Linked DNA regions of Capra hircus: region 2 is linked to region 1. Evidence: chromatin contacts called from public Hi-C data. All regions are on one chromosome and are shown on one strand. The core of a region is the stretch at or near the end of the contact, and the rest is flanking DNA. Distances in the headings are between cores, read along the strand shown.

Evidence for each region. A called contact is a pair of places that touch in the nucleus more often than the background predicts.
Region 2: a contact with region 1 is called in a Hi-C map of blood, with 4 times the contacts expected there. The contact joins the enhancer-like site here to the promoter of MYOZ1 in region 1. A contact is called at or near these places in 3 of 5 Hi-C or Micro-C datasets (blood and liver).

What each region holds. Positions count from the first base shown.
Region 1 is chr28:16,011,461-16,016,381 of ARS1.2, reverse strand. It overlaps MYOZ1 (myozenin-1), which reads right to left and starts at 2,924. Exons shown (of 6, transcript XM_005699214.2): 1 at 2,579-2,924; 2 at 1,082-1,172; 3 at 1-178. The coding sequence starts at 1,154.
Region 2 is chr28:16,124,056-16,128,976 of ARS1.2, reverse strand. USP54 (inactive ubiquitin carboxyl-terminal hydrolase 54) reads right to left here. Exons shown (of 23, transcript XM_018042202.1): 12 at 3,277-3,408; 13 at 2,725-3,105; 14 at 2,246-2,477; 15 at 1,201-1,334. Among named protein-coding and RNA genes, the nearest start is that of PPP3CB, 33 kb to the left of the region's middle. Within about 2 kb of position 2,121, at least 4 of the 5 cell types and tissues checked have an H3K27ac peak or open chromatin away from gene starts, as enhancers often do.

The DNA.
Region 1 (4,921 bases), core at 1,675-4,174:
ATTGAGCTGTCAGAGAAGACATCAGGGTGGTTTTCATAGATAAACTTCTCCACACGCAACTGCCTCAGTTTGAACATCTTGGAGCCCCGGTTAGTGAGCAGCGAAAGCTCCTCCAACATCACGTCTCTTGGGACACTGATCTTCTTGCCCAGGTTCAGGCCTGAACTCTCTTGTCGACCTTTCAGGGAGGTGGGGAGGCAGAGACAAGGGAAGAGGAAAGTGGGGTTTGCTAGTTCCAAATGCAGCTGCCATCCGCAACTAAGCGTGTGTGTGTGTCCCAGTGGAGGTCACTGAGGGAAGCAGATGCTGTCTCTGATGTCTGGTTAAATTCTGTCTAGTCTATGAGGGATTTTGATTTCCTGGGTTTGGAGTTGGAGAGAACGCATGGGAAATGGGGTGTAGAGGGGAAGACGGGGAATACTAAAGTGGCGTGGAGAGGGTACATGGTGTAACAGAGGTATGGGGTACAAGGCAAAAGAGTAAAGAAACATCATAGGTGGAGAACATTGGGGAAGCCTAGCATGGGGGGAAGCCCAAAGGCCACCTCTAAATATAGACTCCTGTCTCAACTTCTTTCCCTTCTCTTCTTCTCATAAACTCTGGCTGCAAACAGCCTCTCGGTATTAGGAAAGCTCGTCTACCCCCAGGAAAAATGCTCAAGGAATTTTCCGTTTTAAGTGCTCAGACAAAGCTCCTTCGTTCTGGGGAAAGAAGTAAGGAAATTAAGCTCTTATTGAGACCTTACTCTGTGCCAGTCTGCAGCATATATGTTTTCTCTTCAAACACACCTCATTGACCTGTGGGTCCTGTTGTCTTGGACCTGCGCTGGGTAACATGGCAGGGATATTACTGTCTCAGATTACAAGGTGAAAAGGGTGGAAGGGGGAGTAGTCAGTGTTGAATTCTTTCTTGTTCTTCCCCCCCCCACCCCTGTAAACCCCACCACCCCCCCAAATTCCTCGTGTCTCTTCATATCTCTTCACCTTAAGACATATACAACCTTATGATATTTCTGGAACTTTTGGGCCAGAGATACTCTTACTAAGAAGTCCCATACTAGGTAGGTGCGAACATGCCATACCTCCAGTGAGTTCCATGATCAGCTTGCTGGATTTCCTCTTCTTATTGGGGGCTGGGGTCCCTGACAGCGGCATTGTGGAGGTGGATGGAGCCTGGACAGGGTGGGAAGGGGAAGCTGAAGGATGGACAGGGTGTAGAGTGAGTGTCCCCAGTAGGTACTGCTTAAAGACTTTCAGGAAAAACACTTCATTAGATTTTTCAGAGAAAAAGGCTTCCCTGGTAGCTCAGACAGTAAACAGTCTGCCTGCAATGCAGGAGACCTGGGTTTGATCCCTGGGTCAGGAAGATCCCCTGGAGAAGGAAATGGCAACCCACTCTAGTATTCTTGCCTGGAAAATCACATGGACCATGGACGGAGGAGCCTGGCGTGCAACACCCCATGGAGTTGCAAAGAGTCTGACACGACCGAGCGACTCACAAACACACACAAAAGGTGAAAATCCATTGCTTTATGGCTTCTCTTCTTAGGAAGCAGAGCAGAAAGTATAGATATACCCCCTGTTCCTACCTTCTACCAACCTCTCTATTCAGCTGTTTTACACAGAGATGGTGCAGAGTTTAGGAATACAATGTTATGTTGGGAATAAAACAAACAAATTACAGGTAGGGCAATGCACCCAGATTTTATTGGTTTGGCATGATATGAAGTTTTTATTTGCATGGGCCTCTCAGTTTGGAGCTGTCATTCCAAGCTCTAGTCTCTCAGTTTTCCCCCAAGCCCCAGGGCAGGGGTGGGGAGGTGGGGGTGGAGCAGAAAAAATGTTCTGCCAGCATTGAGGAGATCCAGCCAAAAACATTCTCCATAGGATGAAGAGGTTATTGCCCCTCCCTTGGGCCAGCTGGATCATGGCCTGGGAGGTCACAGCATTGCTTCTGCTCTCTCAGTCACTCCCCCCTGCCCTCCCCAGCCCTGACTGGACCCTAGAACCAGAGTGCAGAGGGAGGTCAGGGGACATTTGAACCTTGATGCGTATCAATTCAGCAATATCACAGCAGCACAAAATTCAGGGAGGACAGAAACATACTCATAGGACCTGGCAGTAGATGGGGACAAGCTGGAAAAAGATACAAATTCCAGCCCCTCCTTCACAGAAGCTGGGTCTCAGCAAAATGCTGTCTTCTACTGAGTCCTATCTCACAACACACCTGCAATTCTACTTGCTTAGTGGGGTCTGCTGCAGCTGGAGTCCAGGAACTGCTAAATGGACTTTCCCTGTACTCCTCTCAGCCCCAACTAGGTTCTTATTTTCCACCCAGCCTCTCAGTCTCCACCCCTCTGCCCATTTCTTCAGTGTCTCCCCCAACATCTCAGTCCCCCCACCCTCTGGAGTCCTTCTCCCTCCAACTCTCTGTGGCCCCCCTCAACTGGACAACTGGGGAATAAGTATAGATGGAGGAAGGGGGCAGCTCCCCTGGGATCAAGGGTCACTGTTACAGACACAGACACAGCAGTGACAGAAGGCGCTCCAGCCCCTTGGGCCATCAGCTGGAGACTTACCGGCTGCTCAGGCGGTGGTCAGCTCTCCCTGGGGTCCAGCAGCTCTGGAAGACTGAGCTGCTGTGACTAGAGAACCCGAGCTAGGCAGGCGTGGGGGCAGCACTGGCAGTGGGGGAGGGAGCATGGTTATTAATAGAGATGATGAGCGCAAGCAGCTCAAATGGCACAGGGGGTACTGAGACCCTGGAACCAAGATCCCGCCCTCCTTGCCCAGAGGCTCGGGAAGGGTAGGAAAAGCCTTTGGAATTCTCCCATTAAGCTGTCTGAGCCAAGGATCACTCTGCCCAGGGACTCCCCTTCCTTGGCACCTAGAGGCTCAGATCCAGAGAAGCACTCAGGGAGAAACTGAAAACTGAGAGGGAGAGAGGAAGCAGGCAGCAAGTGGTGGACAGGAATTCGGAGTGGGAGAGTGAGAACCAGAACGTGTCTGGAGAGCCATGCAGAGCCAATGTAGGCCGGGGCTTGAGGGACATGTGGGTGGGAAGGCTTAAGATGCTATGTCTGGAGAAGGGAATTTCTGTTCACAATGTTTTAAGTGCCCTTTGAAAGTTCCTGGAAAAGCGAGTCTTTCTTCTGGGAGGGCCAGATCTTAGCAGGATAAGGGACCAAATTAACCAAATCCAGTGCTTAGGCTGTCAGGGATGATGTGGGGCAAAACTTGAGCCAGTTTCCTCATTTTTATCCCCATTTGCTGTTGGGGTGCTCAGCTCAGCCTACTCAGAGGACAGATGTCACTTCTCCCTGGATAGATATCCTTCTTCCTGAGAAGGACATAGAGGCTTCTGACCTGCCAGGGCTTTACTCTCTGAGGTTCCTACTTAGAATTTTCTGGACTATCCCATTCACACTGGTCTAGAGAAGCCTCTGGGCTGGGGCACAAGCTTGAGAGCACCCTGGAGGTCTGTCATTTGCCTGAGCCCTCTCTCAGTAGCTGCAAGAACACCCTGGATCCTCCTGTCTTCTGCTCAGGTTTTGCAACCAGCTGTTTCACCTCTGCTGGAGCCACCACCATGCTGTAGCTGCCTTAGGAAGTGGCTTCTGTAGCTCCCAGAATACCATTTTGTCCTTCTATGAGCTATCCACTTTTCCTGACCATGTCCTTTTCCCATCCTGAACTTTATAGGTTCAGGTTAGATTGCCAGGAGAAATATCAATAACCTCAGATATGCAGATGACACCACCCTTATGGCAGAAAGTGAAGAGGAACTAAAAAGCCTCTTGATGAAAGTGAAAGTGGAGAGTGAAAAAGTTGGCCTAACACTCAACATTCAGAAAACGAAGATTATGGCATCCGGTCCCATCACTTCATGGGACATAGATGGGGAAACAGTGGAAACAGTGTCAGACTTTATTTTTGGGGCTCCAAAATCACTGCAGATGGTGATTGCAGCCATGAAATTAAAAGATGCTTACTCCTTGGAAGAAAAGTTATGACCAACCTAGATAGCATATTCAAAAGCAGAGACAATACTTTGCCTCATGTATGGATGTGAGAGTTGGACTGTGAAGAAGGCTGAGCGCCGAAGAATTGATGCTTTTGAACTGTAGTGTTGGAGAAGACTCTTGAGAGTCCCTTGGACTGCAAGGAGATCCAACCAGTCCATTCTGAAGGAGATCAGCCCTGGGATTTCTTTGGAAGGAATGATGCTAAAGCGGAAACTCCAGTACTTTGGCCACCTCATGCAAAGAGTTGCCTCATTGGAAAAGACTCTGATGCTGGGAGGGATTGGGGGCAGGAGGAGAAGGGGAAGAAGAGGATGAGATGGCTGGATGGCATCACTGACTTGATGGACGTGAGTCTGAGTGAACTCCGGGAGTTGGTGATGGACAAGGAGGCCTGGCGTGCTGCGATTCGTGGGGTCGCAAAGAGTCGGACACGACTGAGCGACTGAACTGAACTGAACTGAACTGAACTAGGGGCCAAAAGTTCTCCCTGCTCCCCTCTACTTGGCCTCTGACCAAACCAGTTTAGCCTCCAGATACCTCATCTTTTGTCCTTTTCCTCTGTTCTCTCCTAACCCAAAAAAGCAGTTAGACGAAAAAACATAAGTAGCAAAAGGTGATTTTGTCATCATCACCATCCTCCCCTCAAAACCCACAAAAACCCAACCAAAATTTTGGTCTTCTATGATTGAGTACCCAAAACTACTATGTGAATGAAGACAGAATATGTATTGTAGGCTTTCTGAGCCCTTGCTTTGGAATTCTGTGTGTGCACGCGTGCACGTTCAGTCCCTTCAATCGTGTGTGACTCTTTGCGACCCCATGCACTGTACCCGTCCAGGCTCTTCTGTCCATGGGATTTTCCCAGCAAGGGTATTGAAGTGGGTCATCATGCCCTCC
Region 2 (4,921 bases), core at 872-3,371, 110 kb before region 1:
CTCATACCTGAAAGAGTTCAGACCTTTTTATTTCTGCTGCATATCATGCTTCCAGCCACCGCTAGGAACTTTCCGTGGTCATTAAGAGAACTGGCTGTCAAACCAGTAAAGTTCCTGGGCTCATCTCTACAGTTTGCCGTGTAGTATTCTGGCCTCATCTCCCTAGTGAGCTGGCCACAAATCTATATTCAGATGCTCATTAAATCAGATCATAATTAAACTTCTGCCCACACATGCGACTCCCAATTCATCTAACATACCAGAAAAAGAGAGGGATGATGAAACACACCTTTCAGAGAAGGTTGATTCCTAAGTTAGACAAGCAGATCCCAGAAATCCTCAGCTGACTAAACAATACTGAATACATATTATCTTCCCTCAAAAATCACAAAAAGTCTCCATCTTGGGGAGACTATATAGTTATTACCTTGATTTTCTGCTCTAAGTAAGGATCTATTCATTTTGCTTATTTGAATATGCACTCTAAGTATATATGTGTGTTGTGAGAAGAATGTAAATAGGATATAAAATCTATGACTACCTCAAATTTCTATGCTTGGTGTATGATGCCTAAAATTCCAATATTCCTTTATCTTTAAGCTTTGACTTGTGAAAATACTAGCTTCTCTTAAAGAAAGCACATTTCCACGCATTTCCAGTCACATATATCTAGTGTGAAAGAGTCAGATCATCCCTTTAGAGCTTCTTTGGAGAAGGAGGGACACAGGCACGTTCAAGAAGGAAAAACAAGCAAGGATACTAGGCAGGATAGAGAGGCAGGGGTAAGGGTAGCTCTGACCTGCTCATTTCCCAATTTTGTCTAGAGTCTACATGTCCTCCTTGTTATCTCAATTCAGAGAAATAAACAATAAAAAGTCCATTCCCAAGAGGATGCCTCTACACCGAGGAAAGCCCCAGGACTTATTCTTCAGAGGAAAGCAGGTGCTCCTGACACTGTTCACCATATTTCTGTTCCTTCTTGCTTCCACCAGAAGCAAAGGAGCAAGCAGGAGAGCTGTGATAGAACAACAGTGAAAAAGATAAACCTGGAGAGAGAGCAGATCAAACGCCTCCACATTCACGTTCTGGTGGAACGAAGCACAACTGCCCTCTCATTTCACATGTGCTCAGGTTAGGCTGTTTCCCAGACAGAACTGGCAGTGAAATCCAGCTGTCCAAATCCAGCGTCCCTCCACTTACCTGAAAGGGGCTGGTTCTTCATCCAGCCACTCCTGGACACAGCGGAGTCTGCCTCCAGGATGCTGCTACTGTGAGACTTAGGGATGTGACGCCAGGAAGGGGCCAACCCTGCTGACCTCTTAGCACTTGGATCCCTTCAAAACAGAAACCAGAGGCGAAGGAAAGCATCAGAACGCTGGTAAATAGCAACATGCATAGGACCAAATTCCCTCCAAAAGCAAAAACAAAAACCTAAAGCACCAAACTAACATTAAAATATCTGCTAAACTATTTCTGAATATCGAAACACCCATTCATTTCCCCATCTTATCACACCCCATTCACGTTTTGTGTGTGTCTGGCACAAAATTTCTTTAATGAATTAATAAACAAATGTTCTCATATAGACTGCCTTCCTCTTTCCTACACTTTTATAGCATCTTTGCATGTGTTAAACTGAACAGGGTCTGAGGTCAGGGAAGAGCAGTGGGCAAGTATGGTGATACAGCTATCAACCTTTTGGACGATGTCCCTCCTTTCAAAGCAACTATACTGTTAGCAAACTTGTCTCTGAGGCAACTCAGTAAAAAAACAATGTATGGAGATCTGAAATATATAAAGCAAATGGGTTTTATGGACAAGGTGCAATGACCACTATTAAGCTGTCATCATTATCTTATGGAATGATGAATATCATTGGCTTCATAAGACACAGAATCCTTGGTGAACCTAAAAAAAAAAATAGTAAAACAAAAGGCAGGAATAAACAACAACTGGATTTTCTCTCTGATCGTATACAAGTTTCAATTCACTAACTCATTCTTTCATTAAAAGTTTGCCAGTTATTTTATATATAACATTTTTAAAAAGTTGTCTCCCCTTTCTCAAGTGCCTTTGCTTCTTCCCCCAGCAGAGGGTGCTGTTGCCACAGAAATTGATAGAGCACATTTGCTTGCCCACAAGGGGGAAAGACAGTGCATCTCTTCAGCTTGTGTGAGTTAAGAAGCCTCTTGGTGGCTTACATTTCTGTGAGGAACAACACAGCTATTCAAAGGCCAAACAATACCTGCAGACACTTGAGCTCTCAGGCAGGGCTGCATCCAGGCTGACAGGGCTGCTGCTGTTCCTCTCACTGCTCTCATAGCCAGATTCCATTCGCTGGATTAGGCGAGGGTGTTGCTCTAAAAAGTGACAGCCTGGCCGTGCTGGGCCCCAGATCTTGTACTGGGGGCTTGGTCCACCAGTTTTAACATCATAGGCAGGTGGCTTGCTTGACTCATCTGGTGTAAATTCTTTTGCTATACCGATCAAAGGACAGTGTAGAGAGAGGTAGATTTAGCATCTGCCTCAAAACAAGAAAGAACTAACTCCTCCCTCTAGTGACTCATTCATTGAGCTCATATCCACAACAGGCCACTCAGGAGGGTAAAATTCTTACCCTTCAAGGTAAAAATGTACCTTGCCAAGTCTACCAGACACCCCAGGCTATATATATATAAATCAACTTTATTCAAAAGCTCAATTCTTCCCTAATTATCTTCTCACCTGAATCTTCAGAAAACGGGCTAAGCTGGGTATAGCCACTGTGCTTCCTTTTGTCCTTACTAAAGATACTGTCAATATTCAGAGACTCTCGTTTGGGTCTCCATGTTGGACGGTATTTGCTAGAAGAACTGGATTTTGACTCGCTGCTGGTACTCTCTACTTCCCAGTCACGAGAGTGTAAAGGCAGGCTCCGAGGAGGTTTTTTGTCGGTCTGTTCTCCTCCCTTCCCTGCACAAGGAGGTCCTAGGGTGGTCTGAGAAGCCAGGGATGGTCTGCTATGGATCATATTGCTGACTGTCTCTTTAAAATCCCTTAGCCTGTTGGTGCTGCTGGATGATTTGGAGGCATTCCTAGGAGCCTGCTTCTCTTTCAGTGTTTCTCCTAAAAACACAAAGAATGAAACAACTGTAAATGTTTAAAGCCATCATGGATACCCAGACCCCAGAGTCGAAAAAGAAAGGCCTTTGAGCAGAGAGAAGAAGCCACAGGCTGAAGTGTGACAAAAGCGAGATAGAGTAAAGAAAGAAAGAGAAGCTCTGCAGGGGGGCTTGCCTTCACTGTGGTACCCTGAGGCCTGAGGCTCATCGCCTTTCCTCCTGACCCGGCCAGAGCTCCTCTTGCGCTCTATCAATGACCCTTTCTTGGATGGGAGTTTCTGATTACATTCACTGTCAGTCAGGTGTCCTGAAGAAAACAAGGAAATGAGGGTAAGTTGGTATCTGAGACTGACCTCCATCCATTTGAGAACCTACTCTCCCTTTGGGATTCATGGCAGCGTCGCCAAACTTAGGGGATCAGAAGCTGTAGAGGCCAAAACTACGTATCTGATTTCAGTGCAGCAGGAATCTCTCAGTAGACAAAGGCAGAGAAGCTCAAGTATTTATCAGGAATTTCCAAATTTACAGTGTCTCCTGAGCAATGACCAGTCTCAATCTCCCTCATAATCCTTCCCGGTGACCCAGAAGGATACATCACTTGGTAGTTTTTAAAAAGCAAAAGTTTTAAAGATTATATAAGAATGTCATGTATCAATGTATTTTCATTCTCATCAAAAGAAGACAGAGTTTTCCTTCTATTTATTTAACAACACAAATTAAGTGAAGGCTAATTTTTGTTACATCTGATATTATCCCAGGGGCCCTAGCCTTTGCCCATGAAAGCTCTGACTGTGTATGGCTTTAACACCCAACTCTAAACATGCGTTAAGTGTGAATCATCCCAAAGGACATTTGAACTTTGAATAATTCAAATCACTCCCAGCCATAACTCAAGTCTTACCAAATTTGACTTCACCCAGAGATTACATTTCATAGTTCCTCAATACTAATCTCTGGGAAAGCCGGGAGATCTGGGCTCTTTTATGTAACTTGCCACATTTCATGACCACAGTATGTATATGTACACACTGTATGTACATATGTATGATCTGACCACAGTCAGATTCTAAAGGTCTAAGCTGCTGGAAGCCAAAGGTGAATTAAGCAACTGAAATAAACTGGAATGTAGACTTGGAGGAAACCCCCTAGGGTTCTCAACATGTCTGAGAGCTAGCAGAAATTTGCTTTCATATGTTGGTTATGAAAATCCTTATACATATCCAGGTATAAGATGTAATGATATGGCTACATATTTACAATCACTTACCAACACAATCTTTTATTGCTTTTATCTAATAATTTGCAATCTCTGGGCTGACAAGAAAGATTTAAGAAAGGAGGAAATCAACTGGAACAACTAAATCCACAAATGTTAAACCAATGTGCGTGCTTCCCCAGCCCCAGCCATTCACAAACCCTTAAAATGAACCTGACTCTCCTCATTTATCCTGTGACTTGGTTTCTCCCTGGTTCCGTTTCAGAAATATCATCTAACAAAAATCACACTTTGCCATAGTCATTCATACAATAGTCATCAAAAGACATCCAACATGAATCTGACCAAAACACTATATCCAACTACCAATTTATAAACAATACAGAGGACAAAGAAATATGCTAAAGTTTACCATACAGACACAATCAGCAAAATTAAGAATGAGGAGAAACTATAGCACAAACAGATTAAAAGATATGCAAGATTTATCAACCCATTACAATGTGACTCATTGGGATTCTGAGTAAAAAAAAAAAACTACTACAAATATGAAATTTATAGACAATAGGATATTTGAACACTCACTGGTTATTTAGTGGTTTTA